Regions from separate parts of the Oryzias latipes genome. Here region 1 is linked to region 2. The links are chromatin contacts, called in public Hi-C maps. All regions are on one chromosome and are shown on one strand. The core of a region is the stretch at or near the end of the contact, and the rest is flanking DNA. Distances in the headings are between cores, read along the strand shown. Region 1 overlaps pdzrn3 (E3 ubiquitin-protein ligase PDZRN3). Region 2 overlaps pdzrn3 (E3 ubiquitin-protein ligase PDZRN3).

What was found. Hi-C and Micro-C count contacts between places; a contact is called where the count stands out from the background.
Region 1: a Hi-C map of embryo shows a contact between it and region 2, with 2.2 times the contacts expected there. The contact joins two enhancer-like sites. A contact is called at or near these places in 2 of 5 Hi-C or Micro-C datasets (embryo and fibroblasts).

What each region holds. Positions count from the first base shown.
Region 1 is chr5:22,049,760-22,052,459 of ASM223467v1, reverse strand. It overlaps pdzrn3 (E3 ubiquitin-protein ligase PDZRN3), which reads left to right. Exons shown (of 10, transcript XM_023955096.1): 2 at 835-1,755. The coding sequence starts at 1,042. Among protein-coding and RNA genes, the nearest start is that of pdzrn3, 7.7 kb to the left of the region's middle. Within about 2 kb of position 1,284, at least 7 of the 8 cell types and tissues checked have an H3K27ac peak or open chromatin away from gene starts, as enhancers often do.
Region 2 is chr5:21,978,505-21,981,204 of ASM223467v1, reverse strand. All of the region lies in intron 3 of pdzrn3 (E3 ubiquitin-protein ligase PDZRN3), which reads left to right. Among protein-coding and RNA genes, the nearest start is that of gxylt2, 54 kb to the right of the region's middle. Within about 2 kb of position 1,349, at least 3 of the 8 cell types and tissues checked have an H3K27ac peak or open chromatin away from gene starts, as enhancers often do.

The sequences.
Region 1 (2,700 bases), core at 35-2,534, 71 kb before region 2:
ATTATTGAAGGATTCCATGACAAATAAAAAAACATATTTAAAGTACATTTTTAATGGGATATTTATAATTGAAGTTATTTGTAATACACACTAAAATAAAAACAAATATCACTCTTCTAGTAAGCTGGTTTTATTGTGATTTTCCTTATATTGTAAGGATTTTACTGGCTTTTGCTTTTATGCGCAGTGTCCAAACGTTTTGTTAAGTCATATTATTATTATTAATACTATATGGCTAACAATAAATTTCTTTCATAAATTCTATGTAAATTCTATGTAAATTATTATTATTGTTGTTTCTAATAGTTTCTGCTTCTTCTTCTTGTAACAATCACTGATTAACTTCCAGTATAGGAAGTCATCCTCCTAAAAAGTGTTTTTTATTATTTTTTTATGATTAATAATTATTTGCCTTGTCTCTTTTCTCGGAGATTCATTTAATGGTTTCACTTTTTTCCTGTTAAAAATAAAAGCGTGTGCGTGATTCGTAGAAGAGTTACGGTAAAAAGTGGTTTCCAGTGATGTTGCGTTCACTGTCTGTCAGACAATTAAATGTTAGCCATTTGACTATGAAATTAGACCTTTTAAATTTGATGTATTCGGTTTAAAATGATTGGGGGGGGGGGTATAAAACGCATAGATCAGTTTTCTGGGACACTGAACGAAACTCTGTTGATACATATGCGTATATTTCGTGAGAAATATACACTTTCAGATGTTGTCAATCGCTTTTAGCAATCATAAATGTATGTCTGTGTTACTGTTTTAGTTGACGTGTGTTTATAAGTTTCTTTTTGTGGTTTATAAATCGTAAATGTGTGTTTTTTTTACAAGCGCAAACTTTTCTCCAACTTGGACCGGAGGCGCTCCTGAAGGCACCAAAAAGTCGGAGTTTAATTAGTGGAGTTGCGGCTGTGAGTTCAGCTCCCAGTCCGTCTGTGGGAGCGTCTCGCCGATGACCAGCTGAAACCGCCCCACGGCGTTGCGGGGGTGGGGAGTCCACGATTCTCGACTCGGGATCCAGGGGGGGGGGAGATCATCATGGGATTTGAGCTGGACCGCTTCAAGGGGACCGTGGACCCGGACTTCAAGTGCAACTTGTGCAACAAAGTGCTGGAGGAGCCGCTGACGACGCCGTGCGGCCACGTCTTCTGCTCCGGCTGCGTGCTGCCCTGGGTCGTCCAGCAGAGCAGCTGCCCCGTCAAGTGTCAGCGGGTCTCCGCCCGGGAGCTGAACCACGTCCTGCCGCTGAAGAACCTGATCCTGAAGCTGGAGATCAAATGCGACAACCACGCCAGAGGCTGCGATGCGGTGGTGAAGCTGCAGCATCTGGCCGAGCACGCGGAGACGTGCGACTTCTCCCCGGCCAAGTGCCGCAATAAGGGATGCACGGAGGAGCTCCGCCTGCGGGACTTGGACGCCCACATGCGGGAGACGTGCGACTACCGGCCGGTGGGGGTCTGCGACAGCGGCTGCGGCTTGGTGCTGACCCTGAGGGAGCAGAAGCTGAAGAGCCACTGCTGCGTGCGCGCCTTGAAGGCGCACAACAGCGCGCTGCACTGCAGGCTGATCATCCTGGACCGGGAGTGCAAGAAGCAGGCCATCCGGGCCAACCAGCGGGAGAAGGCGCTGCTGGGACAGCTGTCCGCCGTGCACGGGGAGCTGCAGACGACGGCGCTCAAGTACCAGAAGAAGTTCACCGAGTACAGCGAGAGGATCGACTCCCTGACCAGAACCGTGGCTTCCTCCTGCCAGGTGAGTCAGACAACTTTCTGAAAAGACCCACTCCAATGAAAATTCAGCTTTTGATCACGTTCTCGTGGCGTTCTCCCAATGTATTATGAAGACAGTAAAGATTCAAATGGCATTCCTCCTGGGTATCTTTTTTATTCAAATCGTTGTGAATCAGGAGCAGACGAAAAAAAAATGCAGTGTGTCAAACACAACCACTGTGTACATTTTGCGCAAATTGCACGGATGGAAAATCGGTCATATATGAAAAAAACTGGAAATAATGAGAAAAGAGATTTTTTTTACAGATGTACCACGAAGGAACCACATAAAACCAAGGAAGAAGTAGGAATAAACCAATCATACAACACGTAAATCAGTGTAGAACTGTGCGTGATTATTGCGCTGTTTATATATGATTCATTAGTGATTCTTATATAATTTTAATGTCATAAATTATGTGCAATATAAACAGGGGTCTTTTGGGGGCAATAAGCGAAATTAATTTGTGGGCCCTCCAACTGATCAGCAGCACCAACTAAACGCAACTGTTGTTGTAACATAAATGAGATCTCTCTATGAATACTTTTTGTGAATGTATTATTGTTGCTGATGAAGAATTGAATGCAGTTTATTGCCTGCATGCTGGATGCACATTTAGTGGTGCCAAACCAATTTTAAAAGGGCAAAGAAAAAAATATGAATGACAAATGTATAGATATATTTTTTAATGTAACATTAGGCACTCAACAAGCGACATTCACAAAAATCCAACTTATTAAAAACAGAAACTTAATAGCTAATCAAATAACGATAAAACAATCCAAATAAAGAACAACAGCTCAATGAGGGGGATTTTGGAAGGTCAAAGTCTTTATCAGTCGGAAAAGGACCTCTTTGCACTAAATCCATTCTTATTGGATTAGAGAGTGTGGTTGGCCATTCAGCTGGACCAATTGGATTTGATGT
Region 2 (2,700 bases), core at 100-2,599:
TTACTGTGAACGCGGTTAATTAAGTCAGACTGTCTGACTTTACTCTGACTTTTTTGTCTCGCTTAATGCGCCTAATAGTTTGGTGCCCCTTATGATATATGTTCAAAAATGAGCCATTTATTGACGGTGAACTTTATAATCCGGTGCATGCTATAGTGTGGAAAATACAATATTTTTTACTTTTTTTTTCGGGGCCTGCTTTTATAAAGTTCACCCTGTAGTTTCTGGGGTGCATTTACTTTCTCTTCAGAGCAGGAATATTTACATAGGAGTTAAAATCAACTCAACTTCCACAAAGCAAACTAGCATTTTTGGTGCTTTTTTGGGGTTTTTTTTGTTGTGTTTTAGATAAACCAGAGATTAACTCCTGAACCAGAGACGGCTGCAGGTCCTTCTCCATCTCCTCATATTTTCTTCTTTTCCCTAGAGTAAGTTTGGAGAATTCTGGAAAGAAAACAACAACAACAAAAAACCTTCAGCTGTTTTACAAAAAGTCTGGAGATGAAAGGCAGGAGGAAATATGTTTTCCTTTAAGCGCGACTCTGTTCTTTACAGTAAATGTCCTCTAATTTCATCTTTGGAGAGCTCCTGCAGATACACGCAGGAAGACGAGTCTCGCTCTGGGCATTCTTTTTCCTGGGAATCTGCTCTCGATAAAGATCAATTTTAGGGTTGGAAACTACCCCCCCCCCCCCCCCCGCGCTGCCGCCGCTCCGACCCTTTTCTCCCACCCTCATGTTCCTGGTTTCCTTCTATTTCTTCTCCTCCCATCTTTTTCTCCATTTCCACTCTTCTCCTCTGTGATTAGAGCGACCCCTAAACAAGCTGTTTATGTTCAGCCACCCGCCTCTGGATAGTGTGGCAACCCCGCCCCCCCTTTTTTTTGTTTTTCTGGGACCCACTAGGATCTCACAGATCCATCAGTTATGAACTGTCTGGGCCCCCTCCCATCCACTTAAGCGATGGAAAAATAAAAGAGTTTTTCTGTTTTTGTTTGTTTACACTCCTGGGGAGGATCCTCTGAGCCAATGTGCTATTTTTTTTTTTTTATTCTGGTGGTGGTTCTCCAACCACTGGACCCAGGTGCTTCCTGTCTGGGAAAAGTGGAGGCCAGTGAGCTTCTGGAAACACCACGTCCTTTACAAGATCTCGCTGTAATTCGGTCACTTTTCCCTCCTTTCACGTCCCGATTTCTCCCAAAGCCTATTCCAGGCTTGAATCCTGACTCTGTCCACGTTTTCTGAGACCGACTCTTTCAGAACAAAGGAATATTTGGGTGGAAATGTTTCCAACTCAGAGGGATTTACAGCTCTGAGGGGGCAGCTGTGGCTGCTCAGGAAAAGTATTTATGAGAGACTCTGATATGCAGTTTGTTTGTAACCTGACCTGCTCCTCAGCTGGGATGGCCTGCAGATGGCCAGAAGGAAGCAGTGACCCCTGCTGGCTGATAGATGTAACTACAGTGAGCCCTCTGCACCTGTCAGGCTCCTGTTTTAGGTCTGACATTAAAACCTTTAACCAACAAGCTCTGATTTACTGCTCCGATGAAGGATGTAATGTGAGGTTAAAAAAAAAAAAAACTGGTCTTCAGATAAGTAACACTCTCCCCTCCCCCCAATTTAAATCATAAAGTGTGTGTCAGAGCAGCAGTTTATTAGTCGCTCTTCCCTCTCAGGTATTTTCTTGCACCCTCCCCTCAGGGCAGTCGGCACGCCAATGTTTACAGAAGTCTGCCGCCATCAGAGGCCACGGTTCTCCCGAGAAGGAGGCGCCGCTAACGCCTACAGTACATTCAGAAAAACATTAGGATGAGGAAAACATGTTTTTGCTTTTCTCACACAAAATAAAGGATTATTGGATAATGTTAAGTGTCACAGGAAGAATTTTCAAAATAAAACAGGGTAAATAACACTAATTTTCATTTGTAAAATTTAAAACCTCATTGTGATCAATTTGAGACAAAAAATGGAATTACACATAAATACTTAATGGAGTTCTCGTAGTATTTTTAAAAAGAGATTTTTAATTTTGAAAATATCAGACACATTTCAAGTCATCTGTCCCTGCGAAGATGCACCGAAGCCGCTCCTCTTCATGTGTCTGTTACTGAGAATGATCGTCGGCCTGCTCCTCTTCATGTGTCTGTTACTGAGGGGGGTCACCGGGACCGCTCCTTTATCTTCCCTGTCTCGTTTCTGAGGAGGGTTGCCAGGGTTGCTCCTCTTCATGAGTCTGTTCCTGAGGAGGTTCTGTTCCTTCCCCCGTGGTCATGTGTCCTGTTTCGGGGAATTCCTGGGGAGAGTCATCGGGACCGCTCCTCTTCATGTCTACTCTCTTTTCAGTTAGTGTTTAACTTTCCACCTCAGCTTAGTGTATTTCACTTGGCAGTAATAAATGTTTTATCGTAACTAAATAAAAAGGGTTTAGAATAAAAAATTTCAAAACAGTTAGATAATTAATCTAATCTTGTGTGAAATGAATTGACAGAGTATTTTGATACTGGTACTAAACCACGGTTTGCAGGTTTTTTATGAACTTTTCTTGGACTTGGACCAATCACTGCTTACTGATGAGGTCTAGCTCCTAAACAAACACCAACTGAATGGACTGTTTCGTTGGAGCCAGACATAAGCCCTTTTCTATGGATGATGTCACACTCACTCGGTCCAGTTCTTGTATACAGTTAGTGTCTCTAGGAGT